4 separate regions of the Sus scrofa genome follow, and regions 1, 2 and 3 are each linked to region 4. A link is a contact called in public Hi-C and promoter capture Hi-C data. All regions are on one chromosome and are shown on one strand. Each heading gives the region's core, a stretch centred on a gene start, on an enhancer-like site or on the middle of the called end of the contact. The rest is flanking DNA. Distances are from core to core; before and after follow the strand shown.

Region 1 (4,279 bases), core at 639-3,138, 76 kb after region 4:
ACTTCCATATGCTGCAGGTGTAGCCCTGAAAAAAAAAGAAAGAAAGAAAAAGAAACTCCTGGGTAGGGCCCCAAAGAGGTCTGGAAAGGGAAACATGTCTGTGGGAGGAAGCAAGTCTGGATTCTTGCAAAGGAGGGGGGAGAGTGGGGACAGGATACTCCAAAATTTATCTCTGTGGGATCTGCTCCTGAGGGCTGAGCAAGGAATTCAGGGCCATTTATTTATTTATCTCTTCAGGTGCATTTAAATCCCCCACTTATACTCCATTTTGTTACCCCACTTTTCTGATTTAGAGCACTAATCTCTGTTCTAACGAAACTTGAATCAGGACTGTGATTCTCTCTCTCTCTTTTTTTTAAGGGCCACACCCACAGCAAATGGAGGTTCCCAGGCTAGGGGTCAAATCAGAGCTACAGCTGCCGGCCTACACCACAGCCACAGTTACACGAGATCCTTAACCCAGTGAGTGAAGGCAGGGATTGAACCTGTGTCTGTCCTCATGTATACTAGTCAGATTTATTTCCTCTGAGCCAGGATGGAACTCTTTTTTTCTTTTTAGGGCAGTACCTGTGGCACATGGAAGTTCGCTGCCATATGTGCCCCAAAGCATGCTTGATCCTTAACCCAAGGAGCAAGACCAGGGATCCAACTGCATCCTCGTGGATACTACTGTTAGGTTCTTAACCCGCTGAGCCACACCGGAAACTCCCGGGGCTGTGATTCTCATTTTGGACCCTGGGTGTGATTTCGTTCGTCGTTGCACAAAACAAATTGCCTGGCAGGTAGTAGGCAGGGTTGTCAGATAAAAAGCAAAAAAACTCTGTTAAGTTTGAATTTAGGCAAACAATAAATTATTTTTAGCTTAAGTATGTTCCACTTATTTGAAATTCAAATTTAACTGGGCTTCCTGTGTTTTATCTGCTAAATCTAGCAGAAGGGTCTCGATAAATATTTGTGGAACAAACGGGATTTTGCTTTGGCTCCGCCCTAAACTTGCGATGTGATCCCTTGGGCAATACTCGGCTCCTGAGACACAGTTCATCCGAGAGGTGGGAGTTCTGGCAGCGACCACGGCAAAGGGATCGCGAAGGGAGGAGAGCGCTGGATAAACTGCCAGAGCAGGGTGGGACCAGTGATCAAGCCTTTGCTGAACCTCCAGCTAGAGAAGCGCCCTCCGGTCCCTTTGCCTGGGCCGGGAAAGCCCCAGCCCCGCCCCTTCACAGCTGTCGCCATGGAAACCCGGGTAGCCTGGAGCCCCGCCCCCAAAAGCCACGCGTTTCCGCTGCGTTGGAGGCTTCTGATTGGACGGCTATCTGGACGCTACCACCAGCCCCGAATCCTCTTAGGGGTGGGGGCGGGATCTCGTCCTCGTGGGACCCTTTCCCTGAAAAACCTGTGCTTGTGGCCTTTCTGGGGGAGGACGGGTTTTATGCCTCACTCAGCGAAAAAGACTAAGTCTCAGGTCGGAAGATGTCCACTGCTCTTCCTAGAGCTTATGTTTATGCCCAGAGAAAGAGGGGGCGGGAAAGTCAGTAACGCCCCCTCAGGAACCTATTCAGTCCCCCAAATCTGGAGCACCGGAAGTGCTGGCGACGTGTCAGTGCGCCCTACCCTAAACCTTCCCCCCAGTCCACCTTTCTTATTCAGCTGCGGAATTCCGGGGCCGCCTGGGCGCTGCACCCTACCACTTCCGCACTGAACCGCCGCTTCAACCGAACTCCCAACCTCTGCGCGCGCTCCCTCTCGTGCCTGATGGTTGGGCTGGCGCCTGGGAGTAGCCACGCCCCTTCTCGCGTGTGGCAGCCAATGGGAGGATGCCTCCCGGCGGGGTGGTGGATAATTAATGAGGGCTGGGCGCTGATTGGATGCAGGGTCGTGGCCGGGGGCTGGGCGCTGGGGTAGGTTGTTCCCAAGGTGGGAGGCGGCACCGTGGCTGAGAAAGAGGCCTGAGAGCGACATGTCCCCAGCAGCTGAGGCACAGCGGCCCGTGGCGCTGTTTTTCTGAGTCCGGGGCGGCCTGGCGGCCGGCTGAGAACTAGGCTCGGCGGAGGCTGCCCCCGCTGTGGTGGCCGCCATGCTGGGCGCCCGGGCGGTTGAGGGAGCCGCTGTGGCGTTCCTGCGACTGCTGCTCCTCCTGCTGCTGCCGGCGCTCCGGGAGCCGGGGTTCGGCGTGGTTGGCTTGGCGGGGGCCGGGCTGCCCGAGAGCGTGATTTGGGCCGTTAACGCGGGCGGGGAGGCGCATGTGGACGTGCACGGGATCCACTTCCGCAAGGACCCTCTGGAAGGCCGGGTGGGCCGAGGTGAGAGCCCCTCGGTAGAGTCTCTGGATCCTGGGCCTGCGTTGCCGGGCGCAGCACGCCGAGGGCTGCGGGCCCCAAGCCCAAGCCACGTCTCTGGAGTGAAGTTTCTCTCTACTGTTTCCTCGGTGACCCGATAAGAGCCCAGAGCTTGGTGCTGATTTGAAGCTACCAAGAGCCTTAGAGTCAGAGTTGGCGAGAAGTTATATTTGGACCTCGCACTCTGCATTTTCGTAACCTCTCACCTCCACGGGAGCTGGGAAAGTAAAGACGAGGGCGGCCTATTGCCACCTCGAGGCCTCACAGGTTTTTCGGTTATCGGTGTCTCTCTCCTGGTGGTTTTGCTCTCCTTTCAAGTCAGTTTCTGGTAGATTCCTGCCGACCCAGAAATCGGCCACTTTTCTTATCTCTTGTGCAGGAGCTGGGCTTGATTCTTAGCCAGAAAAAAAAGGAATTTTGAAGAGGATAGGCCAGGAAAGTTTTGATTGTAGCCTCCTCCCCCACCCCCCTTTGGAGCGAGGAGGGTGTGTGTGCTTAAAAGTAGAAGCTGCAGGCCCTCCCTAGAGGGTGGTTATATTGAAACCTTACTGCGCAGGAGGCTGGTGGTGTTTCAACTGGGTCAGTCAGTGTAAGATCCGAATATTCTATCCGCCAGTGCAGAGAACCTACCCTCAGTGGTCTTGAGAGGTGTGATTCCATCTTATGGGGAAAATGATTTGATTTAATTGATAGAACAGCAGTCATTTTTACAGAGCCGAACAGTTCTCAAAGTCAGTGTAAGAACTGCCAGGAGAGCGGGTGAAAAATGAAAATTTTAGACCTGTAGATTAAACCCAGGTTTCTGCACCAGGGCCTTATGATGTAGGTCATGCCAGACGACTCTGGGAATATCTGCTCTGGACTCTCTGTCTTCTGTCAGTAGGATTGGAAAACAGGTTTAAGAAGGAAGTTCTTGCTTCATGTGTTGGAAGGAGATTTATGCTGTATGCTGGGTTCAGAAGCTGCCAAATCGGCAATACGCCATCTCCAGAAAACTAGGAGACAGACTTTCTCTCTCTCTTTTTTTTTCCCCCCACGATGCCCAGATTTGGATCTTGCCTTTCCTAAAGGGTTTAACTTAAATTCTTCCAAGTTAATTGCAATGTCCTGGAGTTTATTATATTAGAGGGTTTATTGCTTCCATACATGTGAGGGTGTTGAGACCCAGGGCTGTTTTCCAAAACTCTCTGTGTGTGTCTTCAGTTTAGCTCTGGAATTTATTTAGCCCTGGCATGGAGGTCTCAGTAGCCTGGGTTCAGCTGAGTCAGGGCCCTGGTCTTTGGCTGTAACAGCAGTCAAAGCCAGACTTAAGAACAGAAGATCATTGCTATCTCCATCCTGGGCCCTTCCTCTTTCTTCATGGGTATGAACAGGGAGGAAGGAGCCCTGGAGGAAATTAGAGACCGTTTGTGGACTTTGCCTCTTCAGATAGCTGTGGGGAGACACTGTACAGATGGTTCCTTAGGTTTAACAGGCTTTACGTAGGTTCTGTTACCCTGTTGGGTCCATTGTGCAGAGGAGGGAGCTACCACCACACAGGTTTAGTCCTCAGTTACTCCCCTTATTCAGAAATCCTGGTTTTAATTTGCTGGTGGAGGTGGGTTTTGTTTTGTTTTGTTTTGCTTTACTTTACTTTATTTTACTTTTTCACCTGGTCAGCAGTCAGCCAGGCTCTCTCTCTATCCTTGGGTTATTGGCTCATGGTCATAGTTCCTTCAGAAGAGTATTACCAAATGACCAAAGCTCACAGGTACTGGGGTCCTGTCTTAGATCCTGGCAGTCTATAATTGGAGGCTCCCAGCTCCACTCTGACGGTCCATTTGGACATGAATTGTAGCAGCATTAAGGAGAGTAGCATGAATTGTAGCAGCATTATGGAAAGTGGAGGGCCGTTGTCAGTTTGCAGCTTGTAGCTCCGACTAGCCAGTTGCAACATGGCACTT
Region 2 (4,170 bases), core at 398-2,897, 120 kb after region 4:
TGATCTACAGGAAGCAGAGCAAAGTACTGAAGGAAGACAGAACTTTTGACATGTGGGTCAGTGCTGGGGACAGACACCTGGCTGAGTTGTGGGGGAAGAAAAGGCAGCTGGAGGGATGTATGGATGCCTGGGTGCACATGGGTCATGCCCGGGAGCCTTGGAAGTCTGACTTATACCTGTGACAATGGAAACCTTTGCTGGACAAGTGAAATTGCCAGTTTCTTGGGCAGGGTGAAGATGTCCATGGTGGATGCTAAGGACCAAAGGCAGGGCACAAGAGCACAGTGACCCCTGTTCCCGAGGGGCCTCTGCCCCACAGGTAGGAGTGAGACCATACCAGGACAGGGAAGCAGCAGTGCCACCCTACCTTCATGCCCTTTGAGGGAAAGAAATCTTCCTCCCAGCAACCCAACTCCCTTGCAACCTCTTGGCACAAGAATAGGCGGGGATTTGATAAGATTTCGGGTGCTACCTACCAGGAATAAATACAATAATGGGATGGAGAGTGTGTGGGAGGAAACACTGGCATCCCGAAGTCAGGGGAGGTCTCAGTGAGTGATGAAGGGAAGGAGCGCTCTAGCTGAGGGAAGGATGACTGCAAAAGGCCAGAGGCAGGAACCTGACAGAGGTGCTGGAGCTGCCCCATGAGTAGGCTCAATAGTACCTGCAGCTGTCCTGCTAAAACTGGGAGGCTACTACATACTGCAGGTAACCACCATTCTTAACCCACTAACAAACTTTATAGCCTACCTTTTTTTTTTTTTTTTTATTGTCTTTTTGCCATTTCTTGGGCCACTCCTGCGGCATATGGAGGTCCCAGGCTAGGGGTCTAATCGGAGCTGTAGCCGCCAGCCTATGCCAGAGCCACAGCAACACAGGATCTGAGCTGCGTCTGCAACCTATACCACAGCTCATGGCAATCCCAGATCCTTAACCCACTGAGCAAGACCAGGGATCGAACCTGCAACCTCATGGTTCCTAGTCGGATTCGTTAATCACTGTGCCACGATGGGAACTCCAGCCTACCATTTTTAATACTCTCCCTTTGAGGCATAATCATAACCAGCTCAACCTGCTTACACCAAACCGACTTGAAATCCCTAGTCGCTTTCTCATCAGTTAAGTCATATAGCACTTGTAATTGCAGCAATCCTAATCCAAACCCCATGAAGCTTTATAGGAGCAACAGCTCTAATAACTGGCCACGGCTTAACATCCTCTATGATATTCTGCCTCGCAAACACTAACTATGAACGCCTACATAGCCGAACCATAATGCTAGCCTGGGGCTTTACAGACATTTTTACTGCGTGAGGTTGGAGCAAGGATAGCAAGTGCGTGGTGGGCGCGGAGTCGGGGAAGTAGAGGGCATAGGCCCCAGAGGGCATCTCACTCAGCTAAACTGGATTTTAGGAGAGATCAGCCCACCCTCGAAGAGTTTAAAAATCCTGAGTGCACTCCGAAAGCGGGACAGTTAAATTTTAGCTCCTGGGAGGGAGGCGGGACTCGGGAGGACCCGCCCCCGATGCCTGAGGGGCGTGGCCTTTGGCTCGCGCCGGCCCCGCCCCCCGCGACCCGGAACCTTGCTCACTGTTGAGAGGTCTCCGGGTAGCAGTGCAGTATTGTCACCTGACTCCGGTCTCAGTCCTTCATGGCTGCCGCGCTGCTCGCCCGAGCCTGCGGCCCTGTCCGCGGAGGTGAGTGCAATCCGCCTCCACACAGTGGGGAGGGACCGCGACCCTGTCCGCCGTCGGGCTTGCGTCCCGGCGATCTGTTCTCCCCTGCGGCCTGCGGGTGATTCTCCTCTGGTTGCGCGCGGCCTTTGCCCCAGTTAGGCTGCTCCTCGCGCCTGCGTAACCTCACCCCTTCTCTGACCGCTATCCCAATTCCCACCGCTGCATCCACATCCCCTTTCCCTCGTTGACCCTCCGCGGAGCTTGAAGGTGCGCCCTTCTTTAGAAGCCAGGCCTGGAATTGAACCCAGACTCTGAATATGTGACCTTTGGCAGACGCTCAGCCCCTGTCAGCCTCAGCTGCCCCATGTCTAAAATGGCCAGTGTATTACTGTTATTCTCATAGGGCTGTTATAAGGATTAAATCCCAGAGTAGGTAAAACACTAGTACAGTGCTGGCATATTACAGGTGCTCAGTAAGTATTAGCGCTCGTTGATGATTTCATGCAGTACCTTTCCCATATTTTCATTTCTCTCCAGCAGTGGCAGCAGTGACACTTGTGGCCAGGGCTTCCTTAGCCTGGTCAAGACCCACTTACCCCAAATACAAACAATAAAGGGAACCCTCATTGAGAGCTGTCTCTGCCAGAGCCTGTGCTGAGTGCTATAGTTAGTGACTCTTTGCCCTCCCAGCCCAGGAGCTGAATGCTGTTTTCTTCTGCATTTTAGAAAAACCCAGGCTCAGTGAGGTTAAGATCCTTGCCTCAGGTCACAGAGCTGTGCTCTTATTATTGGTGTTGTATTGACAACTGAGTCGGATGGTTGTACAAAGTGTTTAGTAAGCAGAGTAAACATTCAGTTCATTTCTCAACAGCAGTGCTATTGATATTTGGAGCCCATAATTCTTTGTTGTAGTATCTGTCCTGTACAGTGTTAAGCAGTGTTTCTGGCCTCTAGACACTCCATACCAATAGCATTCTACTCTGCTATTGGGGGAGAATATCGTCTGTGTTGGAGAACCACCCAGTTAGTGGATCCTTATTATTATTTGTGTTTTTAGAGCCACACTTGTGGCACATGGAAGTTCCCAGGCTAGGAGTCAAATTGGAGCTGCAGCTGCTGGCCACAGCCACAGCCACAGCAACGGGGGATCTGAGCCTTCTCTGCGACCTACACCTCAGCTCATGGCAACACCGGAACCTTAACCCACTGAGTGAGGCCAGGGATCGAACCCGGATTCTCATGGACACTAGTCAGAGGATCCACAGTGGGAACTCTTGTTATTATTATTATTACACAAGACCTCTTGGGTCCCCCTTCCACTGACTCCTGTTCTTCTCACTGGCAGCTCTCTGGCCTCGGGACTGTCGTCGCTTGCATACCATCTTCCAGTCTGTGGAACTGCCTGAGACATACCAGATGCTGCGTCAGACATGCCGGGATTTTGCCGAGAAGGAGCTGGTTCCCATTGCAGCCCAGGTGGACAAGGAACATCGCTTCCCGGAGGCTCAGGTGAGAGTTCCAACCTCAGCAGCCTATGATGGGATCTGCCTTCGGTCCTAGGATGACTGATGACAGTGACAGAGGCACTGAGACTCCTCCAGTCGAGGAACCCTAAGCAGGAGTGGGGTCCAGGGACCCAGCAATTGCTTGGGAAGTTTCTCTTGACCCACTCGAGGCCTATAGCCAGCATGTGACTTCTGGAATAATAATAATGGTAGGTGTTGCTATGCTTACTGTATACCGGGCATTGTGCTGATGATAATAGTTAAGGCTGATAAAATGCCGACCCCATGTTGGGCATTGTTCTGAGTGCCAAGATGGGTTAGCTCATCTCTTTCTCACATTCTCACGTGGTGAAGATGTCTATATACCCTATGGTCCAGTTGATGCAACTCAGATTGAGGAGTTTCAAGATCATGGAGCTAATGAACTGCAGAGCTAAGGCTCAAGTCCAGGTCTGTCTGCTGCCAGCTGCTGAGATCCCAGTCAGTCCCTCCTTTCCATGCCATTGTATCACTCTGCTTGTAATTACACCTTTGAGATGTTCCTATCCATCCCCTGGCTTGGTGAGATGTCTAACTCGTGGTATAGATACTCGATAGATATTTGTTGAGTCTGTAACTTGTGAAAGAGCAAATCTACCAGGCCTCTTCTCCGCACTTGTTTTCCAGTCTGAGGAATTCAAGAGTTGTGATCACAGGCTCTGGGGCCACTTTTCCAGCTTAGCGAGTATTATGTGTTCATAGCCTATCAGGCATTGTGCCAGGACTGTGGGGACACCTAAGGGGCTCAGAGTGAGGTAGGCAAGTGGCATTCTTGGCACTAGAATTAGTTGGGCATCTTGTAGGTGTTAAGTGTTGAACACATGTCATCTCATTTAGTCCCAAGGACCTCCTCACCTGCAATTTTTTTTTTTTTTCTTCTGTTTTGGGGCCACATCCTTGGCATATGGAAGTTCCCAGGCTAGGGCTTGAATTGGACTACAGCTGCCAGC
Region 3 (4,751 bases), core at 752-3,251, 98 kb after region 4:
GTTAAGAACCTGACACAATATCCATGAGGATGTGAGTTTGATCCCTGGCCTTGCTCAGCAGGTTAAGAATCTGGCATTGTGGTTAGATGTGCTATAGGTTGCAGAAGTGCCTTGGATCTGCCATTGCTATGGCTGTGACCTGGGCTGGCAGCTGCAGTTCTGATCCGACCCCTAACCCTGGAATTTCCACATGCCACAGGTGTGGCCCTGAAAAGGTAAATAAATAAGAAATAGTGTCAAAAGTTAATATATCCCTTTAGTAGTTTCCAATACTCTTCTCCTCAAAGAGAACCTATCTTAACACTTCAGTGTATATCCAAACTCCTTCCTTTGCAGTTATGAATACAAATATTCACATACTGTAAAATTTTGAACAAATGGGATTATGTGCCTTGTTCCCCCCCACTTAATCTATCTTTGAGATCTCTCCATACTAATACATAGAGATCAAGCTCATTCCTTGTAACAGCTGCATAACATAAATGAATGCAACTGTAATTTATTGTAAGTTTTCAACATTACGAATGGCCATAATGGTCCTATAGCAAACATGTGGTCCTATAGCAAACATCTTTGTGCATACATGTAGGCTATGTGGAATTCCAGGTAAAGGGATCAAAACGTTTCTTATCATCCCTAAAAAGAGAAAAGGTGGGGTTCAGGTAACTCTAGTCCTGGTGGTCTGAGAACAAAGGTTCAGTGAGCAAGAGATTGTAGGAAATGGCTTCATGCTAACCCCTCACCCCTACCTTGGACATTAACAATCAAGTAGAATATTAAGGGTTCTGGAAATTCTTCAGTAACCACTCATTGCTGAATAGTTTAAAAAGAATTGTCTGCAAAGGGTAGGACTTTAATTCTTTGTACACATCTTCAAATTTCCCTGAACTGTTTGAGAAATCCCACCCGGGTGGTAATCTCTCAAAGTCAGGTCAGCAATTAGATAGGAACTTGCTCACATACTGTACCACCAGGCTAGGCGACTGAGATGGAGTCAGGATTGGATTTTGTCCAGGAACAAGGCGAGGCCTGTCAGCCCCTCCCAAACCCCTCATATCGGGTGAGAGGGACCCAGCAAGGCCTGCACAAATCAAGCCTTTGAGGCTGACCCAGGGAAGAGGGTGGGGTTTCACTTTGGCCTGAGACTGGCTGAGGGTGACCTAGCAGACACACTTTGCATCAGAGAGGCCCAGGCCTCCCACACAGAAGAGTATGGATCCAGAATCTCTAGAGAAGGAGCCACTTGGGGTGTAAGAGGGCAGTGTCCTCCCTCCTCCCACTCACCTCCTCCAGTTGTTGAAATCATGGTTAATTTTCAAGGCTCAGGTGCAGATGTCAGCCCTGAAGCTTTCCTTCATGCCCCAGACCCCTCCTGTGTACTTTGGCAGCACCTCTGCTGCAGCAATTAGCAGTCTGGTTTGGCCTCTGGTTCATTCATACTTACTGGGCTGGTCAAGAGGAAGGGGCATCTGATGAATTATGTACTTTGCAGCCTTTCCCAACAAAGTGGGAGCTCCATAGTGAAGCGATGTACAGGTCTTCCTTCACACATTCATTTAATCATTATTGAGCACTTACCATGTGTCAGGCATTAGCTAGACTACCCAAATACAGTGATGAACAAGGCGGACCCAAGCCTTGCCCTCTCTCCTATTCTTATATTCCCTGCAGCCCAGACCAGTGTCTAGCCCAAAGCTTGGCACAGCAGCGTTTAGGAATGGCAATCTCGTTGGAAAGCTGCCTTTGCATAGCAAGCACTGTCAACTTACCTTCTAGGCTACAGATGAACAAACACTTTCTCAAGATGCCATGTTTACATCTTATATGACGGAAAGTCATTTGACTGTACGAAATACTTTTTTAAACATTCGAGGAGATCTGGAGTACTAAGGTACCAGCCACCTGGCTTGACCAACGCGGGCGAGAAGGCGGTGGTGACACCGCCCGCAGACCCCGCCCCGGCCCCGCCCCCGGCCCCGCCCCGCCCCCGCTCTCCATAGTTACGGCGCTGCGGAGGCGGCGGCCATCTTGGCGGCGGAGCGATGAGTGGGTCATACTCGAAGGCTGCGGCCGTGGGGTCCGCGGCTGGGCCCGGGGGGCTAGTGGCTGGCAAGGAAGAGAAAAAGAAGGCGGGCGGCGGCGTCCTGAATCGGCTCAAGGCGCGGCGGCAGGCACCCCACCACGCGGCCGACGACGGCATCGGGGCTGTGGTCACGGAGCAGGAGCTGCTGGCTCTGGACACCATCCGGCCCGACCACGTCCTGCGCCTCAGCCGGGTCACCGAGAGTGAGTGCAGGGCTGGCCGCGCCCTCCCCTCGTGTCAGGCCCCGGGCCCCTTGTAGGCTTCGGCGGAGCCGGCCGCTGGCCGCTCGCCCAGCCGCCGGGGGTCCACCCAAGCGCCCCCGACCGGCCAGGCCGCGCTGCCCACTGCTCCGCCCGGCTGGGTCTTCGCTGCCCACCCTCAACTAGACCTGATTGGGAGGGGTTTTCCTTGAGCTTGTTCTCCCCCGAGTCCCGCCATGCCAGGCTTCCCCGTGGCCGGCCCCTCAGCTGGATCTGTTTGGGTAGGGAGCCCCCTTAGCTTCCTGACCCTGGTAGGTGCGCCCCTGTCCCCCAGCTATCAGTGAAGTTCCTGTTCAGCTAGTCCGCCTCAACCTGACTGCTGCCAGCTTCTGCAGCCCTCTGCCAGTCCAGACCCCTACCTGCTTTCTCTACCTTTCTCTCCACTCCGGGCCCCTGACAGCCCCTCCCTCCTTTCCAGCCTGCCTTTGGCCCCCTACCTCTTTGCGTCCCAAGCGTTGCCCCTTTGTGTGCAGATGGGTTCTTCCTTCCTCAAATATATTGCTGTGGCATTTCATGCAAATTTAAAACTGCCGCATAAAATAAAGTTTCAGTTTACTTACAAAATCCAAAATGTGAATCCTGCTTTTGACACTTATTCTAGTAAATTAAGATGTCAGGATGTCGGAAATGTGTTTCTTGAATAAAATGCAACCATCCTACACCTTTTCATTGGTAGAAGGGAAGAAATATATAACCCACCTTCTGTCCTGGCTCTCCTCTCTTTTTCTGTTCTCTTCCAGGTCAAGCCCTGACTTGGATGCCTTTTCTCTTGCTACTCTTTCTCCCTAAAAGAGTTTGCAGTCGGTTGGTTAGACCCTGTTTGCCCAGCCCATCCACCCTCTCCTCCAGACTTATAGCCCTGAAGCACTAGTGCTTCCTTGATGGATTATGGCTGCCGTCCTGTCATTTGCTGAGTTGCTTTAGTCCACAGGCCAGGGGCGCTCAGGTGTACCTCAGGGAGCCAGAGGCCACGCCAGTGATTTGAGGATGGCAGTTTGGGGAGCTGGGCCTTGGTCCAGCCTGGATGAAAGGGAATTCCCATCTCCTAAACTAGTTTTAATTGATTTTAGATATGTTCGTTACCTCCATTTTCCATCACTACATGGGTTGGGACTGTCCTTTGCATCCCTGAATATATCTTTAGAAGGTCTTGCTGTTCTGTTTCATTGACACATTGTGAAGAAGCTGCTTCTGTTCTGACCCAGTTTTCATTTGGGGCTCTGAAGTCTCTGAAATGCTCATCACCTCACCTTTCTTACCTCATGCTTTCCCCTGATATCAAAGGTGAACTAGGCCACTATTCACCCACCCCCGCCCCCCACCTCTCCTTGGCATATGGAGTTCCCAGGCCACACAGTTGTGACCTATGCTGCAGCTGCAGCTACGCTGGATCCTTAACCCGTTGTACCAGGCCAGGGATCGAACTTTAGTACCAGCACTCCAGAGACACCTTCAGTCCTGTTGCAATAGGCCACCTTAATGTCTGACCCTAAGCAGCATTCTGGCAGGGGTGGGGGGCACTCAGGTCCTAAAAAGGAACTTGAGATTGGTCTTATTGCTCAAACCCACCTCAGAAGCTTATTGGAGAAAGTCACAAGTCAGCTTGGTGACCTCTGGATTTTGTTACTTTTTTTTTTTTCTTTTGCTATTTTAGGGCCTCACCCATGGCATATGGAGGTTCCCAGGCTAGGGGTCAAATTAGAGCTGTAGCTGCTGGCCTACGTCACAGCCACAGCAACTCCAAGCCGTATCTGCAACCTTCACCACAGCTCACAGCAATGCCAGATCCTTAACCCACTGAGTGAGGTCAGGGATTGAACCTGCATCCTCATGGATCCTAGTCGGGTTGGTTAAACTACTGAGCCATAAAAGGAACTCCTTTATTACTCTTCTTAAAGTCTGTTCTATTCAGCAGGTTATTTATTGAGTACCCTTTAAAGATGCAGAGCCAACTTCAGCACTTTGGGGAGTTACAGAATAATCAGTGGCTCTCAAGTTTGTCATCTTATTGGAGAGAGAGTTTGTAAAACATGAAACAGGAGTTCCCATGGTGGCTCAGCGGAAATAAATCTCACTAGCATCCATGAGGACACAGTTTGGTCCCTGGCCTTGCTCAGTGGGTTAAGGATCCAGTGTTGCCATGAGCTGTGGTGTAGGTCACAGACATAGTTTAGATCTGGCGTTGCTGTGACTGTGACGTAGGCCAGTGGCTATAGCTCCGATTCGACCCCTAGCCTGGGAACCTCCATATGCCACAGGTGCAGCCCTAAAAAGACCCCCCCCCAAAAAAAAAGTAAAACATGAAACAACTAACATAAGCAGGCAATATAAGATAAAGTGTCAGAGTGAGTTGTGGAGAAGATACCCTCAGGAGTCATAGCAGAAAGAAAGCAATGACATTTGCTATG
Region 4 (4,760 bases), core at 1,963-4,462:
AAGCCAAATATATTTTATTTTTCTTACTGCTGCACCTGCAGCATATGAAGTTCCTAGGCCAGGGGTCAAATTCGAGCTGCAGTTGCAGCTTATGCCACAGCCACAGCAACACCAGATCTGAGCAGTGTCTGCAACCCATGCCACACCTTTCAGCAACACCCAATCCATAACCTACTGAACAAGGCCAGGGGTTGAACCTGCATCCTCATATAGACACTGGGTCCCTTAACCCCCTGAGCCACAGTGGGAACTCTGCCAAATACACTGAATAAACCTGCTTGCAGCCAGGCAATTAGATAAAAAGATGTATATATCTACAGGAACTTCACCACCTGCAGAACTACTTAACCAGGTAATGCTGGGTAAAGGTGACTTTGGCAAGTTTTATTTTATTTATTTATTTATTTATTTTTTTGTCTTGTTGTTGTTGCTATTTCTTGGGCCGCTCCCGCGGCATATGGAGGTTCCCAGGCTAGGGGTCGAATCGGAGCTGTAGCCACCGGCCTACGCCAGAGCCACAGCAACAAGGGATCCGAGCCGAGTCTGCGACCTACACCACAGCTCACGGCAACGCCGGATCGTTAACCCACTGAGCAAGGGCAGGGACCGAACCCGCAACCTCATGGTTCCTAGTCGGATTCGTTAACCACTGCGCCACGACGGGAACTCCGGCAAGTTTTAAACAATAAGTCAATTCATTTTGAGCTGGTAACTGGCCACTGATCAGCAGTCATCCAGTTTGAGAACTGTAGAAGGTGCTAGTGCCTCCCAGAATTCCCTGTCCAACAAGTAGGCCCTGAAGCTTAGGCGCAACGCAGCCTGCAAAAGTTCACTCCATTGTCTCAGCAGCCTCCTCACCGCCACTATCTGAAAGCTCCTCCCCAGTGGACTCCTCTTCTAGTAAACAGCTTCTTGTAACAGACTTCTGGATAGCTTCCCGCTCTCCTGGAGAAAGAGCATGGATTATTAAAGTCTCTGGAAGTGACCTCTCATTCAGCTGGAGGAGGTCAGTCACTGCTCAGTGGGCACGGGGCTAGCAGGGCTTACCTTCATCAGTGCAGTTCTGCAACAAAATCAACAGCTGTCTCCTATTGTACTGAATGAGGAACTTCTGACATGTTCTAATTGTACCTGACACAAGAAAGAGCTTTGCAGTCAACAGCTCGCAAAAGGTGTTTGCCTCAGAGTCTTGCAGAGCTAGGAAAAATTATCTTGCTCTTGGCAAGGTAGCAGGAGGACCCACCCACTATTGAAGACTGAACTCTGAACCTGTTTCCTATTGAAAATCAGCAGCCATAACACATGCACCCCTACCTCCCACGTGTAAGGTGTTAAAAAAACACGGATAACGGTGTCCTTTGTTCTCCAAGTATGTGATGAAGGGAAGAGCTGACCACACGAGCCGATAGAATTCCTTCCGGCATCGAAGTAGCACTATTCCGGTATAGGCATTGAGGTATCGCACTGCAGCAGGAAAAAAATCATTTTGGGAAAATGGATTCTCAGGAGCACGTTTAAAATCTTAGGGTAGAAGTTCCTGTCATGGCGTAGCGGAAACAAATCTGACTAGGAACCATGAGGTTGCTGGTTCGATCCCTGGCCTTGCTCAGTGGGTTAAGGAACTGGCGTTGCCATGAGCTATGGTGTAGACTGTGGCTGTGGTGTAAGCTGGCAGCTGTAGCTTCGATTCGACCCCTAGCCTGGGAACCTCCACATGCTGTGGGTGCAGCCCTAAAAAAAGCAAAAAAAAAAAAAAATCTTCAGGTAACTGAGAGCCTATGTACCAGAAAACATTCAAGGCGGTGGCACTTGGGATGCCATCAATGAGTAAAAACTGATTTCTGAAGGAAAATAATGGGAGATAAATAACATCTAGGGCCTTTACATACCACTCAGAATTGGTGAATGAATTTAGAATTTAATTTTTTGCTTTTTAGGGCCACACCCATGGCATATGGAAGTTCCAAGGCTAGAGGTTGAATCAGCTAAAGCTGCAGGCCTATGTCACAGCTACAGCAACTCGGGATCGAAGCTGCCTCTGCCACCTACACAGCTCAGGGCAACCTTGAGTCCTTAACCCACTGAGAGAGGCCAGAGGTCTAATATGCATCCTCCTGTATCCTAGTCAGGTTCCTTAACTGCTGAGCCACAAAGGGAACTCCTAAAATGCACTTTTAATTCACAAACTAGTTAACCCAAGGAGGGGGGTGGCAGAAATCCATACTCTTCAGAAGGATGTTTTCCCTTAGCTGAAAAACAAGTTCTGCAACTGGGCTATGTAGGTTCTTCCAGCAACCGAGTCTCACCTTGGTAGAAGGGTTGCCTCTAGGTACATTACCTTCTCCAGATTTCAATTTCAAGCATATGGTAAAAAACGGAATGAATTTACATAGTGTGGTTGTGGAGGAGGGTCCTCTCTTGCATTTACACATACACACAACTGTGTATTCTGTACTTCACAGGCCCCTATGCAGGGCTTTTCAGGGGTAATTCTGACAATGCTTTTTTCATATGATGTCAAAGTAACCCGTCAAATAACTTACTCGGAACTATACAAGTCTTTCCTCATTTAGTTTTCATCATCCTATTAAACTCAATCAAAAACCACACGTCAAATAGTATAGGGGTTTCTGCCGACTGGTATTTTCTGCCCACTGCCTACTGGTATTAGCTCTCCGCTTAAGTTTGGACTCAAGCAGACCTCAGGCTCGGGTTCTGAAACTCCTAAAAAGGACGACACCCTACATAAAATGGTGCACAGGGCTTGGCAGCTTCCAAGGTCGCCCGTGCCCCTTCTTTCTCCCTCCAATGGCCACTGCTCCCTCCAGATCCCGCCATCCTCCTGGTTCCCCAACACCCTCGCACCCGCGAAGCCGATGGAGGAGGCGGCCGCGCCGAAAGTTCCGTGCACGCGCGCGATCGTGTCCCGTACTAGGCCGCCCAGCACTCGGTCCTCCAGATTCAGACGGCAGCGGGGGTCCTCAGACACCACTTCGCAAAGCAGGTACCTGGGGCAGGCGAGAGGGCGGTGAGTGCTGGGCCGGGGCCAGGACCGCAGGGACAGGAATAAGGGTTGCTTACCTGTGCTTGAAGCGCACCATGTTCGTATCCGCCTCGGGCGTCCAGACACTCAAACCGGATGTCTGCCTTCTCGTCGGCGGCCAATGGGAAGTTGGCCTGGCAGCCACTCAGAGAGGGAGGCGGAACTAGAATGTAGGCGGAGCCCCGTGTCAGTCTCCTTTGAGCTCCGCCTCCCTCTGCCGAGCGCAGGCGTCCTGCTCATTTCTTCGCTTAGACTTTCAACTGAACCCGTTGTGATGAGTGGTTGTGCTCCACGCCAGAGTTTGCTGTTTAGGATGCAGCTGAGGCATTTGGAACCTCCAGGACGTTCCATTACCTTGCAACATAGTACCCAAGCTGGACGGTGGAACATTTGAGCACAAGACCTTGCACCCCCCAGGCCAGGGATTGATAGGGGAAATCGGACTCTTATTCTCAGTTTGGAGCTCGGTTTAATTTCTCCATACAGCCAAATATGTTATTACTGTTTAGGCCTTTCAATAACCTTATGGAGTTGGGTGTATTGGCTTGTTTTTTTTTGTTTGTTTTTTTGTTTTTTTGCAAAAACAATCCGTGGTCGTTATATTTTCTGGTTATTTTGGTTTGTTTTTTGTTTTTGTTTTTAAACAGAAAAGCACAAAGAAGCAAATAAAAATAAGTTATAATCCCAGCACCTAGAGAGAATAATTTATCATGTAGTGGATTTTCTTCCAACATTTTACCCCTGTTCCAGTGGTTTTCCAGGTGAAGTCCAGGAACCACTGGATTTTCCCAGATTCTTTTAGGGAGTCCCCCGAGGTCAAATTACTTTTGTAGTAACACTAAGGTGTTACTTGCTGTTTTCACTTTCTGAGTGGACAGTAAAGTTTTCCAGAGGCCAGTGACATGTGCTGACATTGCTCTGATGGCTAAGAGAATTGTGCATGGTGTTTTAAACATTTCTGTTTTAATAAACATAGTGAGTATCAATATATTTCACATAACAAAAGCTCTTTGGGATCCTCAATAATTTAGTAAGAATGGAAAGGGGCCCTGAGACAAAAAAGGTACGAGATGTACCTTCCACTGTATGATAATTTATATTTTCCATTTTCTTTTTAAGAATAGGATCATACTGTTTACTACTCTTCTTTCCCCTCACATTGAATATCTTTTTAAAAACTGAGGCATAACATACATAAAATGCATATTAAGTGCATAACTCAATGAATTTTTATATATGTATAAACTTTTGCAACCACTGCCCAGATTAAGAGATAGAACATTTCCAACACTCAGGAAGGTTCCTGTGCTCTCTTCCGAGCCAAAAACCTTCCCAGAAGTAGCCTATATTCTGACTTCTGTCATGACAGATTAGCTTTTTCTCTTCTGGAACTTTATATAAATGTAAATCTCCAGCAGCATATTTGTGTGTGTGTGCGTGCATGTCTGGCTCCTTTCTTTCAACATAATGTCTGTAAGATTCATTCTTGTCATTTGACTATATTTTCATGCCAGCTGTTCTACAAAGTTATTTTTCAGTTGCCCCAGACTGCATTGTTTGGATGTACCACTGCTGATCTAGTCAATATTTCCATGATGGATATTTAAATTAATTCCAGATTTTCTTGTTATAGCCAGTACTTAGTTGTCCAGCCTTGTAACTAGCTCTTTATACACATCCCTGGCTATTTGTGTCATTGTCATCGACTTAGCTGGCC

Evidence for each region. Promoter capture Hi-C pulls out the DNA fragments that hold promoters and counts their contacts. Hi-C and Micro-C count contacts between places; a contact is called where the count stands out from the background.
Region 1: a Hi-C map of liver shows a contact between it and region 4, with 2.2 times the contacts expected there. The contact joins the promoter of MLEC here to the promoter of POP5 in region 4. A contact is called at or near these places in 1 of 5 promoter capture datasets (liver), 4 of 47 Hi-C or Micro-C datasets (embryonic fibroblasts, epiblast stem cells, heart right ventricle and 1 more) and 2 of 2 datasets of contacts at active chromatin or transcription factors (alveolar macrophages and skeletal muscle).
Region 2: a Hi-C map of retroperitoneal adipose tissue shows a contact between it and region 4, with 1.8 times the contacts expected there. The contact joins the promoter of ACADS here to the promoter of POP5 in region 4. A contact is called at or near these places in 1 of 5 promoter capture datasets (liver), 10 of 47 Hi-C or Micro-C datasets (embryonic fibroblasts, epiblast stem cells, heart right ventricle and 6 more) and 1 of 2 datasets of contacts at active chromatin or transcription factors (alveolar macrophages).
Region 3: a promoter capture Hi-C map of fetal skeletal muscle shows a contact between it and region 4, with 4 times the contacts expected there. The contact joins the promoter of UNC119B here to the promoter of POP5 in region 4. A contact is called at or near these places in 3 of 5 promoter capture datasets (fetal skeletal muscle and liver), 22 of 47 Hi-C or Micro-C datasets (alveolar macrophages, blood, brain and 13 more) and 2 of 2 datasets of contacts at active chromatin or transcription factors (alveolar macrophages and skeletal muscle).

What each region holds. Positions count from the first base shown.
Region 1 is chr14:40,600,094-40,604,372 of Sscrofa11.1, forward strand. MLEC (malectin) reads left to right here and starts at 1,889. Exons shown (of 5, transcript XM_001928694.6): 1 at 1,889-2,300. The coding sequence starts at 2,075.
Region 2 is chr14:40,641,268-40,645,437 of Sscrofa11.1, forward strand. ACADS (acyl-CoA dehydrogenase, C-2 to C-3 short chain) reads left to right here and starts at 1,648. Exons shown (of 10, transcript NM_213898.1): 1 at 1,648-1,697; 2 at 3,022-3,185. The coding sequence starts at 1,652.
Region 3 is chr14:40,622,195-40,626,945 of Sscrofa11.1, forward strand. It overlaps UNC119B (protein unc-119 homolog B), which reads left to right and starts at 2,002. Exons shown (of 5, transcript XM_003132916.6): 1 at 2,002-2,286. The coding sequence starts at 2,043.
Region 4 is chr14:40,522,722-40,527,481 of Sscrofa11.1, forward strand. It overlaps POP5 (ribonuclease P/MRP protein subunit POP5), which reads right to left and starts at 3,213. Exons shown (of 5, transcript XM_001925378.5): 1 at 3,082-3,213; 2 at 2,866-3,008; 3 at 1,315-1,464; 4 at 1,048-1,131; 5 at 293-945. The coding sequence starts at 3,101. The coding sequence ends at 830.